Regions from separate parts of the Mus musculus genome. Here region 2 is linked to region 1. The links are chromatin contacts, called in public promoter capture Hi-C maps. All regions are on one chromosome and are shown on one strand. Each heading gives the region's core, a stretch centred on a gene start, on an enhancer-like site or on the middle of the called end of the contact. The rest is flanking DNA. Distances are from core to core; before and after follow the strand shown.

Region 1 (7,590 bases), core at 3,071-5,570:
CAGTTTAGGAAGTAATGGGTTTTCGTGTAACTTTTCTAGAAGGTCTTTGATGCTAGTTATTCCTCCCCATACCTTCTGTTCTGCCTTCCTACCCAGGACCAGATATCACCCTCCTAAAACTCAGTAATCATTGAAGAAGGGGAACAGAGAAGCTGTGAGTGACAAGGAAACAGCCCTTTTCCTGGCACAACAAGACAGTTGCACCTATGAACTTGCAGCTATTGCAGCAACAGGAACAAGACCTGCAAACGCTCAAGCCATGAAGTGGGGAAATGGGCAGAGTCCCAGCCCTGCCTGAGGAGATATTGGAAACTCTCAGTTGCTGACAGAAGTAATGCAGTTTTCTTAAATGGTGTGGTGTCTGGTAGCTGTAAACTCTCCAATGCACAGCAACACACCCAATATATAGGCAGCGTAAATTAGACTTCAAGGGTTATAAAAAAATTGGAACAAAAAATTTGAGTGGGAATGCTATGGGGATTGGATCTAGGAGGATTGGTTATAGTCAAAAGACAGTGTGTGGAATTCTTGAAGAACTAATGATTAGAAATCATGAGAACTAATTTTTTAAATCCCCCACAAAAAATAAAGTGATAAAGAAGGATGAGGAGGATAAGGATGAGGATGAGGGGGAGGGGGAGGAGGAGGAGGGGAGGAGGAGAAGGAGAAGAGAAGAAGAAGAAGAAGAAGAAGAAGAAGAAGAAGAAGAAGAAGAAGAAGAAGAAGAAGAAGAAGAAGAAGAAGAAGAAGAAGAGCTATAAACAGTTGAGATAACTCAGGAGGTAAAAGGTGTTTGTCATCAGACCTAATGACCTTAATTCAATCCTTGGAACATACATAGAGAAGGAGAAAAATTATTTCTGCTAGTTGGCCTCTGACATCTTCACATGTGCTACAACATGTACATACATCCCACACACAGAAACACATAGTACATACATATACACATACACATACACATATACATATACAAACATGCTTTATAAATACCACCCTCCATTGGATGGCCCTAAACCCATGAGTCTATAGGCAGCCCAAACTCTCTCTTGTCTCTCTCTGTGTCCCTGTATCTCTGTCTCTCTATGTTTCTATGTCTATCTCTATCCCTGTGTGTGTGTGTGTGTGTGTGTGTGTGTGTGTGTGTGAGAGAGAGAGAGAGAGAGAGAGAGAGAGAGAGAGAGAGAGAGAGAGAGCATAAATTTAGAAGGAACATGGAAGGATTTAGATAGAGGAGTGACAGAGTGAATAAGAAGAAAATACATTATGTGCATATAAGAAAGTCTCAAGGAGCTAATAAAATGTATATCTATAAATAAAAATAAATATATTAAAAAGAAGAAAAGGTGTAGGATTTTCATTTTTTTGCTGTTATGTTGTAGGTGTTGTTGATGATGATGTGTTTTGACTTAGTAATATAGCCCAAAAGGGAGAAGACGTATGAAATTCCTCAGCACGTATAGAAAGCCTAAGTCCCACTTTGTTTCAGTTTTCATGTAAGTGACTCATGGTGACGTGTCTATCACCCTTCCCTTCACTGTCACACTTGGGAACACAAAATTCAGATAAGTTAGTTACATTAAATATCCCATGCCAGCAGGGTTTTTGAACCCATACTATTCTTCATATTCTGAAACTTGATGGCATAGTATTGATCCTATCATTGTTATTAGAAAAGTTAGTAAAGTAAGTTAAATTTTCTCTCCCCTAAACTCAATGACAACCCTGAACTTGTCCATGTGACCTACTTTACAAGTCTGATCTTTGCAGTTGTAATTGAATTAAGACAAGGCTATAGTTAGCTCTAAATGATATAGGAACAGTGTCCTTACATAAAGACTGAAACATGGACAGGAGAACAGACACAGAGAGGAGAACACATGGACATGAAGGTAGAAACAGAATAACGTGATTGGGGTAAGGTATGTCTAAGACTATAAGAATCACCTTCTCCTAAGAGCATCAGAGGATTGCCATGCTAACACTGAGATATTAGACAGAAAATACCCAGATCTGCATCAATAAATTTCTACTTCTTTAAGCTACCAAGTTGGGGGTGTATGGCTATGTCAGTGCTAAGAAATAAAACAATTTGGAGTATTTCAGTAAAAGTAAATTGAATTTGACTTGCATAGCAAATACATATAACATGGGTTCCAAACACATACATGTCCTTCTCAAAGAGATTTCCCCATGCCCAGTTTCTTTGTATTATTATTAATGTCTACATCTATCCATTTATGTGGGCTTTGCTTTGTGAATCACAAGTCTTTGTTGCTGATACATTAAATCACTTCCACAAAATCCCACACCTAAATACGGAGGAACCAGAGTTCAAATTTAGCTTTATCTCATCACTAAAATGACACTGTATTCCAGAACATCTGTCTCTGGTGCCTGTCCATTGCAGCATATTCTGAGGATGTAGGAAAGGCATTGGCAACCTCGGCTTTCAATGCCTACAATCAAAACTCACGTTTGTTAATTAAATGATAAGTTGCAAGGACTGAGTACAATCAATCTCTTATTCACAGAGGAACACGAAGTTTATTCTACTACAAGTATTGTCAATGAACTTGCCATTAGCTTCTACAGCTTTCATTAGAAGTTCTGCTTTGCACACGTGTATTCAAAGTCAAGGTGTTATCAGATTGGACACTTATAGCTTTACTCTACTTAAATTCATTTCCCTCCTGCAGTCTCTGTTTCATTATCACAATACTGACTCATTCTTGCCACCTAAGGAGATCATAAGAATAAATAGTGTAAGTGCAGAGGAAAGTATCTAAACTTCATATTCACAGACAGATGCCCAGCCTGAAAAGATAAAACAGGGGATGAAGGTGTGTTCTAAATTTACCTTTCCTCCCTCTCAGGGGGCTATGCTGCTAATCATAACAGATACAACTGTAAGGTGTCACATCTGTTGTTGCAGAATGTCAACTTTAAGAAGGCTTGTGTAGGAGGGACTTCTTCAGGGAGTAATGTGTCCATCTGTAAATTAAAGATGCTGCCTTTACACCAAATGCCACAAGAGGGTCTCTGATGTTTTGTGAAGTACCTATTTCCCCAGAAGTGTATCCAGTTTTCCAAGTCGTTATCAATTATTGGCCAAGACATTTTTTTCTTTACTACTCTAATATTTAAAAGATCTGTTCAGTTCTTTGAAAGGTTAGGGCTCCCTTAATTGAGATATGAATGCTGGCAAATTAACTTCTACCCTATCACAATGGAAAGCTCCAGACACACTCGGTTTCAAAACGGATGCTCACATTTGTGCCCTAAACTGGACACTTGACAGTCCTGAGACTTTCCAAGTTTATCCTCTAGGAGACTGACATTGTACAGAATTTTAACCAGAGTTTGGAAGTGATATTCTCTTCCACATTCTGTCCACCAATGTTCACAAGCAGAAGTTCTTTCCCAATCCATTGCAACCCACTAAGCGAACAGAGACAAACAACAAAGGAAAACACAGTCCCATAAAGGTTCCGCTATTGCATCTGGTGGTCCACACCTGCTAAAAGACAAAAACCATATGGGAACCCTGCCCTGGCAATGCATCCAGCACTCCCTGGGAGCAGCAGGCACTGTCGTATCACCGGCAGGGCGTGCGCGAGTGCATACACAAAGAACTGCTGCTGGGCTTGCTAGCCTTTCGGGGTACCAGCAGACTCCTAGAGCTGGCATCCAGGGTGATCTCCTACGCCCTCCATCCTAGCATAAGAGCGCTATCCTTTATTTGACCGGTGAAGAGCCCAAGCTGGATGATATCGCAAAGATTGGGGGTTGGGGAGTGGGCGGACCCTGGATCCCTTGCCCATTCTCAGAGGTCCCCAGCCTTTGGCATCTCCTAGGAGATGCACAATCAATTGTGCTGTCATAGAGGTCTCCTTTCGCATCCTCTCTAGGCAAAGCCAGATGCCCGGTGTAGCAACCGTGCGCATCTTGGCAAGCGCCCCTTCTGGAGCCGCTACCCATAAGCCGACCTGCCCGGTGCTCCTGCCTACCTGGTGGCTGGCTGTCAGCAGAGAAGTCGCGGTACCTCATCTGCTTCTCCGCTGCTGCTACATCTGTTATATCGCTCCAAGCGCCATGTTCCTGCTCTCCACGGGCGCACGCCAGGGAACTACTACGGCTGGGAAGGGGCAAGGGGGGCGGGGGCTAGAGGAGGGGGTGGGGGCAGAGTCAAAGCTTTTTACTCTCCTCCCAAACCTCTCCCAGCTACTGAGCATGCCCAAGCCGCCTGGCTTCGCCCCTAGGAGGACTGTCCGCTGAGACCACTCAGCTGCTCCGGGTTTTAGGAGCAGCCCGCTGTAGGAAAGCTGTAGCAATTGAGGGGGGTGAAAGGGGGAGTGTGGAGGGAGTGTCTGCACGCCCGAGCTGGAGAAAACAGCCAATCGGATCACACTTTCCTTCTACCATCCCCCTGCGGGCTACTCCCGCATACCCCTCCCTGAACATCCCAGTTTGTCCAAATTTTCTATAGGACCTTTGCAAAGCCGCACTACATCAGTATGCTAGCTAGTCTCTTTAGCATCACCTGGTCCTGTGCTTCGCAAACTTTAATGAGCCTTTGATTTAAAATACAGATTTGGATTCAACTGCCTGGTCCTGAAAGTCCCCGTGCCATTCGGCTGGTCCTCTGAAAGGTCAGGAGGTGCAAGAATCCAGAAACATCTTCTATAACCTCTAATTGGTCATGGAGTCTTTAATCAGCAATGGACTTATCAGCCTAAGGAGTTACCTTCAGCTTTTGATGATAGCAGCGGTTCAAGGGAGGATGTCCCCTGGGATGTCATGCCTTTCCTGGAAAGAGGCTTTGTAGGGCACACACTGAAGACAGCATAAAACCATTAGTTTGATCTAGAATTAGGAGTTTCGGAGACGATGGGCTCTTGGATCAATTCACAATCGCTTTGATACTTGAGACTAGGAAACTCGTGCTCAGTCAGTTGACCTGTTGTTGACCTGTTGTCCAATTCAAGCCTGAACCAGTCTATCCTGACTGTCTACCTGTCTTCTCTGAGCCTGGGACAAAACCTGAGAGGTTCGATGTAATGTCAAGGCTGGGCTTGACAGTTGAGACTGACTGGTCTTTTGAGAGCAAAAGACCACAGGAGGTATCGGTAATATTGAGATTAGTCACTGCCCACATGAAACCAATCAATTCACAAAACCAACCAAGAGACTTTAATCTTGGTTTTGAGAGAGCCACATCCTTCTTCATCCTCAGAGATCTCTAGATTGTCCTTATGAGAATATAGTGTCTGATCCTATAACTGAATAAGTCGGTTATAAAACAGGGCCAGTTTGCTAGTGAATAGTAGATGCTTATCATCTCCTGTCCCCGTGGCTTATCTGTTCACACACTACTTTCACTGAAGTAACTTATATATCAAAACAGAATCATGGCAGGAGCTGGTGCTAAAGATATTGCCACAGCTGTTAAGAACTCATGTTGCCCATCCAGAGGTCCCAGGTTCAGTTGTATAGGGTGGGTCCGAGCTGTACGTGACTCTGACTCCAGTGGATCTCACACACTCCTCTGGTATCAGTGGTGCCTTTTTCCACCTGGTACACAAAGAAGCATCCAGACACATATATACACATAAAAATAAATCTTTAAAAAATAGATCACAGAACAGATAGATGGTCACTGTTCTCCACTGATGTTTCTAAGTGTGAAGGACATATGTATCTTGGCCTATCAAATCCTATTTTTCCCATTCATATGACTAAAGTCAATAAATTTATCAATGCTTGAAACTGCTCAAATAGCCCTACCTCACCTCTCACCAACTGGATTGCTGTCCCATGGCCATTGGCATAATATTTTCTATTCTTTACTTTCCCCTATGTGGACTTGGACAGATGCAAATGACAGGAAATATTTTATTAAGATGAAGTTTACTTGTAGTTTTAGTATCAATAAAAAGTGCACACACTGCCAAAGTGAACTATATAATCTGAATAATATAATTTTATATTATAATTATGCCATCATGAATAGCCATGAAACAACTGATAGAAAAAAATCATAAATGAAAATCTGCTCCAAAGGAAACTACCAGGCTTAGATGGTTTCACTAGAGAAACGCTCTAAGTAGTGTAAAATACAAAACAACAAAAACAAAACAAAAACTATTTTCACACAATTATTTCCCAGAAAGCAAGAGAACACATGGCTCAACTAATTTATGAGGCTATAATTTCCCTGACACCAAAACCAAATAAACTTAGTAGAAGAGAAGTCCTCTAAACAATATATCTTATAAACCTACAAACAACCATTCCTGAGAGCTGCAGGAAGGGCTGAGTATCCTAGTACAGGTCCATGGTCCCAGCTACTCAGGAGGCTGAGACAGGAGAATCATGAATTCAAAACTTGTCTGAACTAAAGAGTGACTTAAAGGATCATTCCCACCCAAATGAAGAAGGTACTAAAAGCTTTTAGCTAACACTTATAACACCACACATTTTATCCCAAACACCAAGAAAAAAATATTACCTTGAATCTTACAGTGCATAGAGAAAATTATATATTATCTCTACATAGATGTATGTCAGGAACTCAGGGCTGTCTTAATATGTAAATAGGCATCAATATAATCCATCATACAAACTCAAAAATCCTATCAAATTATACAGGAAAGCATTTGAAAAAATGATACCCATTATTGAATAAAGACTTGAAACTCATCAGGAACTGAGGGAGGGAATTGCCTCATTTATAAAAGGCATCTACAAAAAACAAAAACAAAAAACAACAACAAAAACAAACAAAAAAGCAAACAAACAACAACAACAAAAAACCTCTAGTGAACTTGCCATTTAAAAAAGAAAGTAAAAATAGTTTCCTCCTAAGATTCAGGAAAACTAAGAAGAGACTCATCCATCATCTCTTTCAACATATTACTAGAAATTATAGCAACTGAAATTAGGCAAGAAAAATAAAAGACCCCGAGTTATGAAGGAATTAGTAAAATACTTTTTACATGCATTCCACTGATTGTGCTCTTGAAAAGCTAACAAGGAAGCTCCAAGACAGCTCTTAAAACAAAAAGGTAAATTCTGTAACATTCCCCCAAATTAGCTGTATCTCTAGATATAAACCATGAACATTTAGAAAATTACATGAGAAACACAATAACAAAAACAACAGAATGCTAAGACGATTTAATAAAATCATTCAGGGCTCATATTCTTAATATTCTTAAATTACAACATACTAATGAAATCAAAGACCCAATATATAGATATTGTACATTCATATATTAGAAAGCTCAACCTAGTCAAAAAAAATGTACTCTTTATACTAAATGAAGTGACATTTTCAGTGACATTTCTATATTAACATTGAAAATTTTTGGTGACCTGGACAACTTTATCTCAAGTGTATTTTGAAAGATAAAGGTTCTAGACTAAACAGTACTGAGATTGTAGTTGTCTTAACTAGAAAATCATGTGAGACATTTAGATACCAAAATAGAAAACCCAGAAATAGACTCACACAAGCATGAACTATTACTATTAACAGCTGAGAGAAGCCATTCCGAGAACAGCATTCCTGCCATATGCTGCTGCACCAAG
Region 2 (7,213 bases), core at 4,316-6,815, 1.6 Mb after region 1:
GTGACCCTTTTGCTTTTGACTTGTGATGGTTGCCAACTCACCCAGCTGTCAGAATTTTTTAATGCAATAGCTATTTTTTAGCCTCACTTCCGACAATGAAAAAGCAGAATGTAGACTGATATATTGCTGGGACTGAGGCAGGGGACTGGTACAATAGTGGTTTGGGAAATAACTATAAATGCATGTTTTGGACCTAACTGGAATGGTTTTTAAAAGCTTTACACATATCGTGTGATGCCAGTTATAAAACTTGGTATATATCCAGAAAACAGTCACATAGGTAAATTTTACCAAATATAAACACCATCTTAATAATGTTTACATGCATTTTGGAGATACATTTTGACTTAAAAGAGAAAAACTCCAAACACTTATATAGGAGGCTTCTCCCTGCATTTTGCTGTTACATGTGCATTGTTAATTCCGGTTTTCCTCAGGGAAATTCAATAATTCACTGCAACAAGCCTGTTCTGAGAGCAGAGGAGAGAAGACTCCACTTCCTCCATCTCATCTTGCCTCCTCAGCCTCTGCTCCATTTTAGGCTCTGCATGAAAATCTGTGTGGGTTTCTTACACCCTGCAGCAAATAGAATCGATCACCTTGCAACATGTATTTGTGCAAAGAAATTTGGATGTACGTGGTTCAAAGTTTAAGCAGCACAGTTGTTTAACAAATTGAAAGTTTATAGACTTTCTTTTCTTAGCCAGTGGATTTATTTGTATACACAAATTATTTTTATATATATACACATATGAAACAGAGATAATCAGAATAAATATATTCTGATACTGGCAAATTTGAAATGAATAAATTAAATATTTTAAAGGTCATCTTCATCTTTAGTTTATGCCTTTATGCCTCAATGCATATACAGCTTAGACGAATAGAAAGTGATATGTTGTTAACAAAATTTGCAATGAAGCAGAGAGATATTAATATGTCGATGAATGTTAAACAGCACTGGAGTAAATAATCATTTTGAGGTGTTAAAATTACTTTCAGTATTGGACTGTTAATGAAAAGCTCACAGTACCTAACTAGGATCTCCACAGAAGGTGATCAGAATGTCAGCACTTTTACTTTAGAAAGATGCTCACATTCAGCTAATGGATGGATCACAGGGCTCCCAATGGAGGAGCTAGAGAAAGAACCCAAGGAGCTAAAGGGATCTGCAACCCTATAGGTGGAACAACATTATGAACTAACCAGTACCCCGGAGCTCTTGACTCTAGCTGCATATGTATCAAAAGATGGCCTAATCGGCCATCACTGGAAAGAGAGGCCCATTGGACACGTAAACTTTGTATGCCCCAGTACAGGGGAACGCCAGGGCCAAAAAGGGGGAGTGGGTGTGTAGGGGAGTGAGGGTGGGTGGGTATGGGGGACTTTTGGTATAGCATTGGAAATGTAAATGAGCTAAATACCTAATAAAAAATGGAAAAAAAAGAAATAAAGTTAATATTTTCATTGATATTTACATTGTGATTCATTACTACCAAAACTCAGTTATGAAGTAACAACAAAATAATTTTATGTTTGAACGCCACTATTAAATGATGAGTTGTATTAGGAGGTCACATTATTAGGAAGGTTGAGAACCACTGCTCTGTATGATCCCCACCACATCCATTTGGACCGATGCCCGCATAGAATGGGACATGACACTCATTAATGATAGATATTACGTGGAAGAAAGTAGAAAGGCTTATCATACACAGCAAAGGTTTTTCACTTTCTGACTCTAAAGTTAGTACCTCGTTTTGTTTTAGTCTGCTGTGATATAACACCTAAGTCTTAGTGCTTCCTGAAGAGCAAAAAGTCAAAGATCAAAGGACTGTATGTAGGGAAGGTTCTTGGTGCCTCATTTTAAGGGAAAAGGTGGAAGGATATTCAATACATATTCATTTACATAGGGGGGAGACAAATTGATCTGATTCACACTTATGTCCTACTATAAGAGGCATGTAATCATCCATAAAGGTAATGTCCACATAACCTTAACTTTACATTGGGCTCTTTATCTCAGCACTGCAGGATTTAAGATGGGGTTCCCCACCCATGAGCACTGAGGGATGTAGTCAAACCACAGCAGGGAGATTAACTCACCAGAGTTACCCTAATTAGATAGGAAGAACTCAGAAACAACAACTTTCAGTTGGTCTTATGAATCTAACTTTCATTCTGTAAAGGGCATGATCTCATAAGTACTCCAAGATCTGAGGGTCTTGATATTACAACTCCAATCTCTACTGCCAGTGAGGAAATGTCAAATAGGACCAGAGGTGAGATGCCTACCAAGTGAAACCCTGAGCAGAAAATTCTACTAACCTGTATCTATATTCCTGTCCCAAGAAAACTAAACAATACATTTGTCATAATGTGAACTATCAAATATGTAACTATTTCTTGGTTGGTGGCAAGAAAGTCACAACAGTAATATTTGGATAGAACACAGTCTAGTGTTTCTGAAGAAGGCCATTCCATGCCACTCTTTCCCTATCCACTGTTCATTCACATTCTCATTTTGGAAGCCTGGTTAGCAATATTCAAAGGGCTGCTATGATGCACTTAATGTTAGTACTCTGAGTGATGCATGATAGGTTGCTCAGAATCTCAGAGAGGATGGAATTCAAAGTGATTTTAACCTCTTTGTGATAGAAGATTCACAGAGATATGACAGAACCCTGTCTGCCTTTGTTGACCTGGGAATCCTGTAATAAAAGCCATTTACAGCCAGAAGAGTATATGCAATTTGTCTTAGAAAAGAAGCATAGATTAAAAGAGCAAATAGACCATTATTCCTAGAAGTGCTGTGTGCTTCTCCACACAGACTTAATGTCACTTTCAAAAGAGTAGCAGCTAGCCACCTGAAATAACTGAAAACATAACACAAAATGAAGTTTATGCTTGACTAAACATCCTGATTTATGCTAATACTCTGCCTCCTGAGTGTTGCTCCATGCCTTGTTTCCTAATCATCACAGGTAATGAGTATTCTAGAAGCCATAGAGAAACACAGAAGAAACTGTCAGTGCCCACTCTATCCACTAATCCAGACAGCCACCTTCCCTGTTCATTTACAGGGCCTTCTAGTATACATAGCTACTTGGCTTCGCACAGCCTTGCAGGGCGCAGCTACCAGTGGAAAGGAGCAATATAGTGTCTGGCTGGCAGCCCATCTCAGCAGAATTATCCTGCCTGGGTCCCTGCCAATCATGCAATAATGAATTGCTTTGGTGGAAAAGATCAAACAATAGGGAAGGCCTTAAGAGGAAAAAACACATCTGTTAAGAACTCCCACCAAAAAATGTTGCAAAGTGTTTTTGTTTATGAAATAATTCAAATCTGAAGCTGACTCAAGGACAACTTAGCAGCCTTAGGAGGAGAGGAAAACAGACATAAAGACTAAATCCACTGAGGATAATTTTAAAACAACAAACACACTCACACTCAAACAGACACACATACACACTCAGACACACGTGTGTGCATGTGTGTATGTTATAGATAATATAAAGTATTATAATATATAACTTCAGAATGACTGTTTCTATGCATCTAAGATAAAAGGATTTCAGCAATTCGCAGAAATGCTTTAGACACAGCACATGTGATCCTAATTTAGTGTTGTTTGTAAAGATTTTAAGTTCTTGGCTTTGGAGTTGATTACAAGTAATTTAAATGAACAGAGCTAAACATTTGTTTTCTGGCATATTTCCTAGGAATTCTCTCTGTTAGTCAACAAACCCTATAAGTTCTAGTAATTACAAGACCTTGGTATCATCCACCTATATCCTGTAAATCAAATCTTCTCTCGGAAAAGGAGAAAGGAAAAGCCTGCCATTTCCCAGGCAGTGAGTTCATACATTAGGCACCTGCTTCATTACACCTTGAGCCTTTAAAAAAGCATTGTTATTCATTTACAGTTCAAATGTTGTTCCCCTTCCTGGTTTCCCCTCTGCAACCCGCCCCATCCTATCTGTCCTTCACTTTGCCTCTTTGAGGGTGCTCCCCCACCACACTCCCATTCCTGCCTCACTACTCTAGCATCCTCTTAAACTGGAGCATCAAGCCTCCACAGGACCAAAGTCTTCTCCTCCCATGATGCCAGATAAGGCCATCCTCTGCTACCTATGCAGCTGGAGCTATGATTCCCTCCATGAGTACTCTTTGGTTGGTGGTTTAGTCCCTGGGAGCTCTGGGGGGTCCGGTTAGTTGATATTGTTATTCTTCCTATGGGTTTGCAATCCCCTTCAGCTCCTCAGACCTTCCCCTAGCTCTTCCCTTGGGGTCCCCAGGTTCAGTCTGCTGGTTGGCTGTGGGTATCTGCACCTGTTTTGGTCAGGTGCTGGTAAAGCCTCTCGGGAGACACCTATACCAGGATCATGTCAGCAAGCACTTGTTGGCATCAGCAATAGTGTCTGTGTTTGGTGTTTGTAGATGGGAAGGATCCTTACATAGGTGGGGCTGTCTATGGATGGCCTTTCCTCAGTATCTGCTCCATTTTTTTTTCTTTTGTCTCTGCATTTCCATTAGGTAGGAATGATTCTGGGCTAAAATTTTCTGAGATGGGTGGGTGCTGGAAGTTGGAAATAACCCACATGTCCCTCAATGGAATGATGGATACAGAAAATGTGGCAAATTTACACAAAGGAATACTACTCAGCTTTTAAAAACAATGGCTTCATGAAACTTTCAAGCCAATGGATGGAACTAGAAAAGTCATCTTGTGTGAGGTAACCCAGACACAAAAGAACACACATGGGTATGTACTCACTGATAAGTGTGGATAATTAGCCCAAAACCTCAGAATCCCCACCATACAACTCACAGACCATGTGAAGCTTAAGAAAGTAGAAGACCAAAGTATGGATGCTTCAATTGTACTTAGAAGAGGGAACAAAATAATCACAGGAGATAGAGGGATAGAGGAACCTGATAGGGAGAGGGGAGAGGGAGGGAAAAAGGGAGGGTCATGTATGAGAAGAGTCAGGAGAGAAGTAAGAAGGTCAGGAAATTGAACAGAAATATGTAGCAGTGAGGGATGGGGAGCCAGGGGTAGCCAGCAGAAGGTCCCAGATGCCAGGAAGCAAGAGGTTCCCAGGACCCAAAGGGGATGTCAGTAGCTGAAATGCCCACCAAAGGGAAACTAGAACCTATAGAGACCATCTGGAGATGTCCAGTAGCTAGGCACTACAACTTGATCCTTGATATGCTAATTGTGAATTTCATTCTTCTGAATGAGTGCTATGACAGTTTCAGTGTGGTAGAGTTTTCTGTCCGGTGACTATTCAGCAACCCCAAAATATTTAACACAAAACTCCAAATGTATATCTGCTGGAATTGTGAAATCAGATTGAGTTTAAAAATTCATAGCCAAGATGACTGTATTACAAACTAGCCAGGGAGCCTCCTGTTGCCCTTTCTTCAAATGCAAATAGTTTCTCTGGACCTAACAAAAGCCCAAGAAACCGGACAAAGAGTGACAGGCTTTGGACAGGAAAAGGGAGTCCCTAGCACGGAGTTATAAATAGGTTTCTTTTGCGTGGTTTGCATAGAAAGCTCTCAGTGTGGCCTGGCTGTTGCTGTCCCTGTCTTCTCACAGATTGTCAATGCAGACAGCCGGAAGGGCCTTAGAGAGAAGGGACAGAATTAATAAAGATTAGTCAGAGTGTTTCGGGCAGAACTTTGGCAACTCTTGATTGACAACCCCCAGTCCTGGAGGCAGAGAGGTCATCCAAAATGCAGATAAGGGTCACGTGACAACCACAATGACAGTTGTCCCACAGCACCCAACAGAAACTTGTGTCAAGACTCTCTGCAGACATTTTAATACGTAGATACTAAAGTCCCTGATGCAAGCAAAATGGCCTTGTATTTGCATATGGCCTGTCTGCTTTGAAGCATTCTAGATTATTTATACCATGTGAAATATGATTGATGTGAATGTAATTGTTAAACTGCACTCTTTGGTGAGTGAATTATGACAAAATGGTCAGAATATGCGCTGGGAAATTTTTGAAACTACTTTCTATGTACAATTGGTTGAAGGTGTAGGGGTGTAACCCGATACACTGAGGGTTTTTGGAGCAGGATTGCCTCACCAAATCCATTTGCTTTTGGTCTGGTTGCTGACTCTGGTTTCAAGTACTCTGTCCTTCAGCTGGGGTGGAGCAAACTACAGCAAACAGCAAAGGCCCAGGTGGGATTCTTGTGCTTCAGAGGGTAAGGGCACAGAAGGAAAGCATGCAAAGCCTCTTGGAATTTCTCAGGAATAAAAAGAGTTTGCCACTCATTAAGCCTGTTCTTCAGGAGCTTCAGGCTTTACGGACCTGATCATATCTGTGTCATAGGGAGTATGTTCATCACAGCCTCTAGTCTTTCTTTCCCTAAGCCCACAATAATCCACCACTTATCTGTCTGTGTGTATACATGTGTGTAGAGGGGCCAGGGAATGGACTCATGACCCAGAGTAGATTGCCCATACTTCATATATTTATACATATACATATATATTCTGTACATGCATGTCTAAATTAAAGGTTAACTTAAAATGAAACACAGTAAAAGATTAAAAACAATAACTAATAAGAACAATTATAACAGAATACTATCAATAAAAGTTACTTACATGAACAAAGCTAAATTAAAAAATTGCTTATTTCTGAAAATTTCCATTTATTAATTTGGAAAGTGGCTGATTGGAACAAATAAAATTGTAGATCACAAAACATAAAGGAATAGGGCTTAGTACTTGCTTCTCTCTACCTGTTCCTTGATTCTGAAGTCTCAGGTTAGTGGGATGGATCTGCTGGGCTATCTTTGTTGCAGAGACAAAAGCTTTAAGCTGTGGCAGTAACTCAGCTCCACTACACGCGGTCGTATCCTGCATGTGGGTAGCATCTCAGGCTATGGGAAGAATACGGTACTTATATTTGTCCTCTCCACATCACTGGGGATATGTTCCATCACCCCAGGGAAGTCTTGCTTAATAATGAACCTGTAATTATGATCCTCATCCAAATTTTATACAACTCACCATAGATTATAAAAACAGTTTATTCTTTCTTTTTTAAAACTTAGAGGGCCTTGGTGACACCACAGGGCTCTCATTGTTCAGATGAGAATTGAATACAGTAGCTTCAAAAACATCTGTATGTAAACATTTATACACAGTTCTTAGTGAGATATCCAAATTTTTAGGGGAGGAGTC

The links. Promoter capture Hi-C pulls out the DNA fragments that hold promoters and counts their contacts.
Region 2: a promoter capture Hi-C map of second pharyngeal arch cranial neural crest shows a contact between it and region 1. The contact joins the enhancer-like site here to the promoter of Pak7 in region 1. A contact is called at or near these places in 7 of 39 promoter capture datasets (cranial neural crest, frontonasal cranial neural crest, hippocampal neurons and 4 more) and 2 of 115 datasets of contacts at active chromatin or transcription factors (astrocytes and embryonic forebrain).

The regions. Positions count from the first base shown.
Region 1 is chr2:136,383,647-136,391,236 of GRCm38.p6, forward strand. It overlaps Pak7 (p21 (RAC1) activated kinase 7), which reads right to left and starts at 4,321. Exons shown (of 10, transcript NM_172858.2): 1 at 4,008-4,321.
Region 2 is chr2:137,933,651-137,940,863 of GRCm38.p6, forward strand. No RefSeq gene overlaps it. Among named protein-coding and RNA genes, the nearest start is that of Gm14062, 60 kb to the left of the region's middle. Within about 2 kb of position 5,566, at least 17 of the 459 cell types and tissues checked have an H3K27ac peak or open chromatin away from gene starts, as enhancers often do. A contact at or near this core is called in second pharyngeal arch cranial neural crest, where this site is marked.